2 separate regions of the Mus musculus genome follow, and region 1 is linked to region 2. Evidence: chromatin contacts called from public HiChIP or PLAC-seq data. All regions are on one chromosome and are shown on one strand. The core of a region is the stretch at or near the end of the contact, and the rest is flanking DNA. Distances in the headings are between cores, read along the strand shown. Region 1 has its middle 12 kb from the start of Gm26422. Region 2 overlaps Rbms1 (RNA binding motif, single stranded interacting protein 1).

Region 1 (5,984 bases), core at 1,597-4,096, 400 kb after region 2:
CTTTATATCTGCTATAATAGTTAGGGATTCTGTCTTGACCTTACATGTAAGTTTCATTGACAAATATAGAGTTTGGAGACTGACAGGTTAGTTCTGTGGCTTAAACTCAGATCTGTGGTTTAAAAAAAATCTAATGAAATGGAATTCTTGGGCTCAAATTTTAAAGAGAAAGAGGAACCTGATTATCATGGACAGTTTATTCCCATTGCTCTTTCGGAGTTTGTTCTCTCTATTCTTGCCCCTCCCCCACCTCAGATCCAGAGGGAAAGAACCATTTTGAACTGTGGAGATGTGTATTAGAGACAATCTGGAATCTACCAATACATTTCCTCCCCCCCCACCCCCCAATAGGGAAAGAATTCAAGATTGGTTTCTGGGAACATGGCTACTCAGAACAAAGATTCGGCTCCCCAGCCTCATTTGCATTTAAATGTAAAAGCATTTGGAACCATCCTTCAGAAAGCTTGGGAGCTGGGATTGGAAATGGAAATAGAGCTTGGTGGTAGAGTACTTGTCTCAAATCCACAAGATCCTGGGTTCAATACTCAGCACTGCCAAAGAAGAGAGAAGAGACGCACGTTGTTATGGACCTCTTTCTCAACTATGTCAATCGTAAAATATGGTTTTTGAGAATTTTGTACATATATGCAGTGAAATAATGATCATATCCACACCTCAGTTCCATATTCCATCTTCTCCCTGGATCCTCAACATGTCCCCTCCCAACTTCATGTCCTCTTCTTTTGTTGATTTTTTTTTAAACCCACTAAGGACAGCCAGTGTTGCACATATGAGCATGGATGTGGAGCCATCCATTGTAGCATGGGGACCCTGCCAGGCTACACTGTTTCCCCAGCAGCTAACAAGGGCTGATAGTTTCAGGATAGGAACCTCCTCATCCACCAGCTACACCAGAATGTTGGCTGGCTTGAACTCGTATAGGTCTTGTATAAGTAACTATAGATGCTGTTAGTTCTTAAGTGTGGTAACCATGTTATATTCAGAAACAGCAGTTCACAGAACCCCTCCTCACCGTCCAGCTCTCCCATCTTTTCTGCCTCCTCTTCCATGATGTTCCCTGAGCCCTGTAGGAGGCAGGACACTAACAAAGATGTTCCATTTAGAGCTGAAGATGCTCAGTTGATTAATCTCAGCACCTTGAATAGTTGAGCCTCTGTATTGACTTCTGCTCACTCCAGAAAGAAGCTATTATAGACAAGCTATTATATTATAGAAAGCATTACATATAGACATTTAGAAGGCTAATTTGACAAGTGACCATCTAACAAAACTACAATAGCAGGTTCTTCCCTGGGGCCTATGACCAGCCATGGGCCTTTAACCATGTTTGTAGTACGAGGAATGAATTTCTTATTGTGGAGTAGATTTCATATCTAACCAGAAAGCAGCTGATTGTCTCATGACAGTCATACTGCTGTTGTACTGGTAGACACACCAAGCCTGTCAGGTCAGTTATATAGTATGCAGAATCCAGCACTGGGTAAACCTGTTAATATCTGTTCTCCTCTAGAAAGCTGCATGGTATATCTGGCACCAAGAAAGTTGGCCAGGAGAGAGGAAGTTATTGACGTATTCACCGTGATTTCTCTATGTTCTGCATTCAAAGTGAATGGTGTCTTCAGCAATGAGCTCTTAATGTGTAGCTACAGTGCATAGTGAAAAGTACTGGCAGTAGGCTCTGTTGTTCAAGAGATTTCTAGGCCCCCTGACCAATAATTCATAGCAAGATATCCCATTTCTGGCTCTTTGATTTTTGTCTAGTAATCAACGTCATCAAAGAACAGGATGGTCCACCTATACAAGACAGAAAGACATTCAAATTTTTGAAAAAATTGTATTCTGAAATTAGCTTACTACTTAGTGGGTTTCTATAAAGCCTTTTCCGATAGCCTTAGCTTTGTTAATCCACCGGTCTCTCCAGCTCTCTATTCACCTGTCCTAACCCTGATTATTCCTTTAATACCAACTATATATCTTGGGGTTTTGCTTTTGTTTCAACTATATTTGTGTGTGTGTTGTGAGTGGTACCTACACATGTAGGTAGAGGCCAGAGATCAACATTGTGTATCTTCCTCCATTTCATTTCATCTTATTATTGAGTCAGTTGTCATTGAGCCCAGAGCATACCAATTAAATAGAGTGGGTGGTTAGCAAGTGTCAGGTACCTGCCTGTATAGTCACTAGGGATGTAGACACTCTACGCAGCCTTTACATGGGTACTTGGGATCTGAGCTTGGATCCCAACGCTTGAGCAGTACACCCTTTATTCCCTGACTCCTTTCCCTGGCCCTACAGTTTCTCATCTTAGAGCTCAGAAGCAGATATGATAGCTAAAGCCAATACAGCTAAAAACAAAATGAAAACAAAACAGGACCTTGGTGGCTATACTCATTTCTCAGGTGATACCTACATTTAGAATTCTTTGTAAAGAAAAAAAATCAACTTTTCTTTGTTTCAACCACTATTTGTGGGCATCGGTCATTTGTAATCAAACCTGATACAAACAAGGACATTTTGTGTTTGTCCACTATAGTAGTTTAGTTCCAAATGATCACTCACAGGCCATATGCTCAAGGCTCGGTTGCCAGCTCGTAAGCCTTTATGGTGGTGTCTGGATCGTGAGGCCTCTGACCTGGTCAGTGTGTTCATCCATCGATGGGCTTATAATTTGGTGCCATTGGATTCTGAGGCCTGTTACTTACTTAAACAAAGTGTGTTCCTGGAATCTTACTCTAGAAGTTTACCCCATTTTCTCTCTCTCTCCCCATCTCTCCTTTCTGGTCACCATGAGTCACAAGGTAGGCACTTGAGCTTCTATTACTCATTCTCAATCATGAGGTTCAGCCTTGTCTCGTGTCCACAGAGATGGGGACCACAGAGCCATGGAGTAAAATCTCTGAAACAGGGAGCCTGTTTCCACTTTGGTTTTTACAGGCATTCTGAGGGTTGATTTTCAAATCATTTTTGTCATAGCAACAAAAAGCAGACTAACATGCCCTGTCTCTTGGAAACATTTTTTTCAAAGGTATTAATTGCAACAACTATGTAAATCAATCAGCACCCTGTGTAGCTGAAAAGCAAAGAACTATTTGTAACACTAACCTTTTTTCATTTTTATGCTTCAGAAAGATAATTTTGCATCCTGTATACCAAATGTATTTATATGAGAATTTTCATCCTTAAAATAACCTTGACAAATGAACAATTCTGTCTTTTTAAGTATCACTGTTAAGGGTGATCACAGTGGTTAAAATGTTCATTCTGCACTCAGAATATCTCTCTACAGCGCTGTAGTCCAACTTTTGTGTGTCTGTAATACTATTATTTTTTAAACATAAAATTATGATGGTGATGATGCAAATAGGGGTTGAAGGAAAAAGAAGGTTCCAGAACAAGTCATGCCCATGGAATTGTTTTTTCCCTGCAGTAAAATTTTTATCTGAATGATATCTGGCTAAAATGTATGAATTAAAATGATAAATTAGAGCAGCAATTTTCAACCTATAGAGCTTGACCGCTTTGGGGGTCACCTATCAGATATCCTGCCTATCAGATACTTACATTATGACTCATAACAATAACAAAATTACAGTTATGAAGTAGGAACAAAGTAACACTATGGTTGGGGTCACTACAACAGAAGGAACGGTATGAAAGGGGGATGTTGAGAACCACTGAACTAGAACCTTCAGAGTCAGTTAGCATGTGTTGCTGTTCTAGGAACAACTGTAGCAAAGGCTTTAAGACTGTGAGCAAGGAGTAGTAACAAGGTGAGAGCTGGAAAGTAAGAGTTGGGTTTGGAGCTGCCAGAGTGTGTTTAACCTGTTTTTCCAACCACTAAAGACAGCCCTCCTTTCCTCTCTTCCTTTTTATTCTTTTATCTTTTGTTAGATAGTTTCATACATGGACATAAGGAATTTCAGTTATAGTTACCCTTCATCCCCTTCTCTCCCCTCCCTCCCACATCTTACCTCTTTCCTTAAAACCCTTCTTCCCCAGAAGTCCCCCTCACCCTCTCATCTTCCTTTTGCATGTGACCAGCTGAACTTCACTAGGGTTTCTCACGTGAGTATGGGTAAGAGGTTTTTGACTGGATCTCGGTCAACTATACCACAGAAGAAAATGGCACGCTTTCTCCCACCAACTGGTAACTGCCAATAGCTCTTCAAAGGAGGCCCTTCCCAGATTCAAGTGCTGCCGACAGGCCCAATCTTGTGTAGACCTTATGCAAATAACCACAGCTGTGATGTGTTCCTGTGTCTCACCCAGAACACATCTTCAGCTTGCCTTGACACACAGTGCATCTGAGGGTAGAGGTATTTATTTTTTATTGCATTACATCCTTATCCACTAACTCTCACATTTTTGCTATCCCCCTCCTTCAATCTCCCTTAGGCCTCCTCCTTTCTTTCAAAGAGATAACTCAGTGACTGTCTCAGTTGATGAGTCAACAACTGAGTCTGTATGAGTGACAAGAAATCTCTGGCTTCCTGTGAGTTAAAATTCTTACTGCCACATGCCTTTGACGTTTGATGATTATTTCTCTTCCAATTTCCCTCTGAAAACCATCCTAAACAGGTCACACTGTCCTCTGAATTTGCTTCTCAGCACTATGGGCTTTTGTGGATATTGGTCCATCATCCTCGGACTCTGTCTTTCTTCTTTCTCTCTGGCCAAATGCCCTCAAGGCACAGCTCAAGAACTCTCTTGTCAACATATGCTGGCATCTCTTCCACGCTTGCTTCTTTCTAGGCATCTGGCCTGTCTCTACATTACAGTACTTATCACATCATTCTGTGATAGGCTCTGTGCTCTTACTTTCTCAGCCATTCCTTGTACTGTAGATAGCTCTGAGGCAGAGGCAGTCTCCCTCCAGTGCCTGCAATGTGTCCTGGATTTATTTTTGTGGGCCCCATGGCCACAGAACATGATAGAGAACCTACTAAGAGAAACAGAACACAGCAGCCACTGATCATCTGAATGCCTGCCGTACCCTGGTTATCTCAAGCTCCACTCCCTAGTATCATATTTAAACATATGACCTTCCCTTTTCCCCACCAGTCCTTTTGATAGTAAGACATAGATTCTCCCATTCTCCTGGTGAACTAGACTACATGTGAATCAGGTTTTAATGAAGGTTCATAGCACAAGGTATTCAAGCAAACGACTTCAATTAGTATGAGATATTGCTTCTAATTAGCACTGGACCTTACTGATGGAAAACTCCAACGTCCTTTCCCAGCAAAGGACCTTTTTCTCTGGTTTCCATCTCTCCTTTTAAGATGCTTCAGTTTCACACTCCAGCATGGGCAGTGCTGTTTTCTAACAGTTTCATTATACTTTGTACAGAGAAACTCCTTACACACCCACCATCTCTAATACGTTTCTAAACCTTGTTTGTATCTCCCAAAACTACTAATGAATTTTAAAAGGAAAAGCTAACCATCTCTACTCATCAGCAAAAAAAAAAAAAAAAAAAAAAAAAAAAAAAAAAAAAAAAAAAAAACCAAAAACAAAAAACAAAAAACAAACAAACAAAAAAATAACCAAGAGCATTAAAATTCAATTTAATTAAACTCTTTATATAACTATATTCTCAAGATAACTAAATTCCTTTGCAGAAATCCTCTACCAGCATATAGAAGAAAAACAGATTTATATGAATATACAAATTAAGCCTCTGAAGGTCAGCAATAACACACACATACACATAAACACACACCACACACACACACACACACACACACACACACACACGGAGTAGTCACCTAAATATTTGGTCAGGTTCTTGAATTTGTGGTTCCAGAATCCTCAGTGAAATGATTCGCGACCTACATTTTATTCACATTTAACAGAGTCTCATGCTAGAGGGAGCATTTCCTCAGCCAGGACTCAGGGATTGAAATTTCCCTTTGGCTTTTCAGGAAAGGTGTGTATAGCAAGCCATTTGTGAGAGAATACAA
Region 2 (5,735 bases), core at 2,933-5,432:
ACACTCCCAGAAGCTATACGGTTCTGAATGAAACCCCCACCTTCCTGTGAGGGCCAGGGAAGCCTGAGGAAACCCATGAAGGCCATTGCTACTACTCTTGGTTGTATGGCAGAACTAGACAGGAAGGCCCTATAGCTGAGCACACCACATGCTTTGACTACAGGACATAGAGAAATTAAGCTAGGATTTAACTCGAAAGTTCCACCCAGATGGCTTTTATAGTGCTGGAAGGGACCACAGCAGGCTGCTGCTAAACTCTCACTGACAATCCCTGCTTGGCTATAGACCCTGTGTGACTCAGTACTGACATCCTAAGTGGGATATGCTGGCTTGTCCAATAATGGCTTGCCTATTGTGGATATGACCAACAGCTTTCTAACTGAATTTAAGGCCTGCTCCACCAGAGGAACTTGGCATTGTTAAGCTAGGAAACAAACAAACAAACAAACAAACAAAACCAACCTAACAAACAAAATCATGCTAGGAAGGTCACGGGTCCCAATGGGGAAGCAACTTCTATTATTTTACTAGACAAATGTGATGTCTAACTGCCTTCTAAACATGTGGTTTATGCCCAGAAATAACCATTGTTGTCAGCCTTGACTCCTAACCACTAGTGCTGCTCTGGAGAACAAGTATCTAGAAAACTTGTAGCACAGTTGCCTGTAGTACAGTGGCCAAACCCTTCAACACATGAAGACAACTACAGCTATTAGCTATCATGGCTCAGGGTTCACTGTGGATAAAGGGGGCAAAAGGATGTAAGAACAGGAGGAAGGGGTGGAGCATTAGGTAACAGGTAACTCCAAGGTTGAAACAATCCATCCTGCAGAGATGGTCTTTCAGTAGGTAAACCATCTGAAAAAGCTTCAGGAAGTCCCTGAAACTGACCAGATTCGTAGGTCCCTCCTTGCCTTTTAAACAACAAAAGCTGAGCTTAAACTACAAAAAAAGACTTCCAGCTGAACCAAGCAGCAAAGATCAGGCCAACTGTCCTGTCCAGAAGCAGCAGAAATCAGCTGAGCTGTCTGGGAAAGGTATAGACCACAGCCACTTGGAGAGGAGCTTGACCAACTTGTGGAGCTGCCTGCAAACTGTGGGATGTGTTTCAGGTTCCCCCGCTTTATAAGCTCTCACATGCTGGGGCTGGGGGGTTGGGGTGGGGTGGGTCTTGGTAATGTTGGCGCCCCAATGAGTAACCTAACCCCTCATCCTTACTCCTTTAAGGAAACCTAATAAAACTCAATTGGACTTTGTTCATATTCAGACTTTGATTTGTTGTGGGTTCCTATGTGGGGTGGCTAGATGTATGTGTTGTGTCTACCTAGGAAAATTTGTCACACAACAGGAAAAATAAAGAAAAACTGTCATTAGAAAATAGCAGATGCTTCCACTTATTTCAGAAGTATTGCTATAGAACAAGTCTAGACTCTGCCTTCAACCACATGTAATTCTGTGATGAGAACTATCATTCCACAGTAGTACTCCTCAAAACCTAGAGGATGACCTTGAAGGAAGTAGAACAATCCTGCCATGGGGTGGACTGTGGGGAGCCGCACTCAACATTTGCCATTACAAGATGGCGCTGACAGCTGTGTTCTAAGTAGTAAATAATCTGCACATGTGCAGGGGCAGTTTTCCCGCCATGTGCTCTGCCTTTCTCGTGATGACAACTGGGCCGATGGGCTGCAGCCAATCAGGGAATGACATGTCCTAGGCGGAAGATAATTCTCCTTAAAAGGGACGGGGTTCTGGCACTCCCTCTCTTCGTCTCTTCTCTCTTCGTCTCTTTCTCTTCGTCTTTTCCTCTGCTCTCTTCCTCTGCTCTCTGCCTCTCTCCCTCTCTGCCCCTCTCTCTGCGTCTCTCTCTGCGTCTCTCTCTCTTTTCCTCTCTGCTTCTCTCTGCCGCACTCTTCCTCTCTTGCTCCTGAGTAAGCAATAAAGCTTTGCCGCAGAAGATTCTGGTTTGTTGCATCTTTCCTGGCCAGTTGCGAACGTGCGTAAGAGTGGACTCTGGAAGCAGACTGCTGGAGTTCAGATGTCACCATGACCACATTCTGTTTGCCCTTGGCAAACTAACTTTTCTCTTAGTCTTGATGTGTGTAACATGAAGCCTGGGTCACTGATTCCATTCCAACTCAAGGTCCATCAAGACATTGTGTAAGTACAGACAACAGAGCCTCAGGAAGATGTCAAGCTAGTAGGAAGTGCTCTGCCAGTATAGTCTGTGCCAAGCCCATCTTTCCCAGGCCTCTCTCTAAATATGCCACAGCCAGTTCTAATATTAAAAGTGACCTATACACAGTGCTGGTCCAGTCTCCCACCTCCTACTCTCAAGCTCCTTTGCACAAGCACATTAAAAACAGAGTGGAACAAATCACACTGAGTTCAAGTGGCAAAATATGAGAGGCGGGTGGGGGTGGGGTGGGATGGGGCGTGGCTCCCTAGGAAAGGCTATCCTCAAAACCACTAGACTGCCTGGACCTTCTCATTGGTTAGTCCAATGACCTGTAAGTCCTAAGTACACATGCATTGGCTAGAGCCTCTCTAAAATCCTGGAATTCCAGCACATACCTTCTAATACCTGAAGTGGAGACTAGCATGGGTGGAGGGGTATTAGACACGGGCATGGGCTCCATTAGGGTTGCTCTGTCTGTGCTCTTCTCAAGCTTGAAGGCCAATAGTACAAAAGGCCAGAAATTTACATCTTCCACTACCACTAAGGATATTTTCCCTCTACCCAGTGTACTGTGTGATCGACCTTTGCTGGCAAGAAGGTAAGAACTTAAAATGGCGCGACCAGTCCTAAAACTCCATTAAAATGAAAAAGGAGAGGAAAAAAAAAAGAGGGGTGAGTAAGATCTGGGTAAGCCTCTACAGTTTAGTAAAAGCTTTGAATCACTAATTTTCCCCCTAAAATACTCAGTAATGCATTTACTGTAAAGTTAAGTGAACAGATGCTGAGTGTCTGGGGATGGTGGGAGGAGCTGCACACCATGGCCTCCTGGCCTCTTGCCTAGACTGCCAACCTGCCTGTTGACAGTGGAGTGAAGCTGCACTGGATCTGCTGCCAAAGAAGCAGCCCTGCCTAGGGTGACAGCAGAGAGGATGAGGAGAAAGGGCAGCAGAGGAGGAAAATGCCAATTCATTGCCATCCCTGTACACGGTCTCTGCGATGCTTTGGAATCTCTGCTTCTTGCTCTATCTTTCCCACAAGACTCCTGGATCCCAACACACACACACACACACACACACACACACTAGGGAATTACGTAAAAATGTACAGGGCAAAATAAGGTGTCGAGAAAGAAAACAAGGAAACAGAAGTCATTCCCCATCCTGGGTCTCTGAGTTTCAGCTGGGTCCTGGAATCACAGTGGCCCTGAAGCTTCTGCCGGCTCAGCACCAATGCAGACTCTCCCGAAGCCCTTTCCTGCAGACACTCACTCGCAGGTCTCTAGGAGATGAGTTTAGCTCTGCCAGGGCTCAGGCTAATGAGGGTTCCAAGGAACTTTCTTACATCAGCTTTAAGTGAAGAGTCCCTGTTTTTCTTTAGAGTCAATTCTGACTCACTTGCTCAGGAACCTGTCATTCTCCACCACACATATATGTTTCCTGTCTCTGTTACCTCTAGGCTTATAGATTACTAGTGTGTGACAGTGCATTTTTCTACCACTGAGAAGACACAGTAAACCCTATGAGGAGCTCCTCAGATTTCTACAAGTTTCTAAATCACCCACAGAGCCCTGGATGTCCCCATCATGTTGGGAATACATAACACAGAGACAATTGTTTTCATGTTTGAGATTTTGATTATGACCAGCCACACTTAAGAAATAGTAAAAGAGGAGAGAGCAGAGCTGAGTGCAGACTGCCCCTGAAATTCAGAGGTCCTGGTGTTATGCCTGGTCCTGTCCACGGTCCCTAAGATGCATTTGCATACTTGGGGTACTTTGGGCTCTGTGTCTATGTCCTTTACAAAGCAGCTACCACTGTCCCTAATTCCCCACAGACTCTGCCTCCTGACTCTCTTCAGATGACACTTGAGAGACAACAGGAAAAGGCTTCTCCTGTCCTAAAACTTCACCCTCCCTGGACACACCCTCCAGATCCTGAGCCAAGCTGAGCTGAGCATTTTCTATTTCCTTGCTCTGACATCGTTCAGACCTGAGAGTTTCCACAGCTTCCCCCGAACTGGCATGCCACGAGTTCAATGTCCAATTCTCTAGGTTACAACTCTACGTGCTTCCCTAGGTCAAAACAAACAAAACCGGCTCCCTTGAAAAATCCAGTGACCTCATTTTGGGCAGAAAGTGCAGAGCACCTAAGGTGTATTTCCTGACACTTAGTGCTGCCAAACAGGGACAGACAGAAGCTTGCTGAGACAGTGACTACTAAGTATGCCTAACTTCACATGTTGGGTGCGGTTTTTGAAAACTGGGCCTGACTAAATTCCTGTTTTAAATACAGTAAAGAAAAAAAATTTTTTTGAAAGAAACTGAATAGAATCAGCAAATATTGTGCCCTTAAAATATGCACAAATCACACAAACCCAATGCTCATGGAGAGACGCCACGGCGCATATACATTTAGCAATCTGACTTGTACGAAGACACACACCCAATCAAAAGGTGAAGGAACAATTCAAGCAATCATAACACACAAGAAAGAGCCCTTTGTTCAAAGAAAGGACTAATTTAACTGATTTCCTTACAAATTAATGCCATCTGAGATTTGTTCTTTATTAACCAATCAGGAAAAAATAATTTTTTTTAAGTGAAGGCTAACAAAAGTGAAACACCTGTTTGTTAATGAAGCAGACACACAAGTTCCCGTTTAAGTATTCAAAAAGTTACATTGTAACACCTCTTTACATTCTAACACAGTAACTTTCAAATGAAAATTACAAATGGGCAAGAATCTCTTCCAACAATCTTCCCTACTAATGGTAGGAGTCATTTTCACTCCCCCACAAACAACCTGACTTCTCCAACACGGTGGCCCAGGAATCCCCTTTGCAGATAAAGACAGTGAATGCCTGGGTTTTTCCACTCTGCCCACACTACCACTCAGGTGTGGTGGATGAAAACCACATCAGGAGGGCTCAATTCTGACACAAGTTTCAGGTAGAACTTAAGAGACAAGAGGGAGGGGACCTGAAGGTGGGAAGACAGAGTTCTGCTGCCATTTGTAATGGTCTAACAAAGGCCTAGGAGAGAGCAGGGGAAAAGAGAGACTTCTAGAAGCTGGGAGAAGCTTCAGGCTAGAAGGATGGGAATGGGCTTGGCTGAAGCAGAGCGGTTCTGGAGCTCCTTGAAGGCTAGAGTTGGAAGATGCTTCTAGAATCATTTGTATGTTTGAGCCTTCTGTATGAAGATGAATCTTCTAACCTCCAAGTTAAAATTCAGCCACAAAGGGGAAAATGTCCTTACAACTACGTACAGTGTGTCACCAATATAATACTTCCATTATTGAAGCTCTTATGACTATGGATGTCATTTAGGCCCAATTGAGGAGTTCTGCCTCAAATAAATGAATGCTGTTAGTGATGAAATGTAATCCCCTAAGGCAGCCTAGGATTCTGACCCTGTCCCCCCACCCCCCAGTATCCTGGAATGAGATCTTCTTTATAGTCAAATGTCTAAACACAGGGACCCAAACACCATGACTGTTATAGATGAACAGAGGGGAAACTCTGGGCACAGGGAGACACCGTGAGAGCAAGAGTTTCAACG

Evidence for each region. HiChIP or PLAC-seq counts read pairs in DNA pulled down with a chosen protein or histone mark.
Region 1: a FOXA1 HiChIP or PLAC-seq map of pancreatic cancer cells shows a contact between it and region 2. The contact joins two enhancer-like sites. A contact is called at or near these places in 1 of 15 datasets of contacts at CTCF or cohesin (the NIH/3T3 cell line) and 3 of 115 datasets of contacts at active chromatin or transcription factors (the NIH/3T3 cell line, embryonic stem cells and pancreatic cancer cells).

Annotation. Positions count from the first base shown.
Region 1 is chr2:61,265,070-61,271,053 of GRCm38.p6, forward strand. No RefSeq gene overlaps it. Among named protein-coding and RNA genes, the nearest start is that of Gm26422, 12 kb to the right of the region's middle. Within about 2 kb of position 2,847, at least 29 of the 459 cell types and tissues checked have an H3K27ac peak or open chromatin away from gene starts, as enhancers often do. A contact at or near this core is called in the NIH/3T3 cell line and pancreatic cancer cells, where this site is marked.
Region 2 is chr2:60,861,014-60,866,748 of GRCm38.p6, forward strand. The region is part of intron 1 of Rbms1 (RNA binding motif, single stranded interacting protein 1); the gene reads right to left. Among named protein-coding and RNA genes, the nearest start is that of Rbms1, 18 kb to the right of the region's middle. Within about 2 kb of position 4,183, at least 90 of the 459 cell types and tissues checked have an H3K27ac peak or open chromatin away from gene starts, as enhancers often do. A contact at or near this core is called in the NIH/3T3 cell line and pancreatic cancer cells, where this site is marked.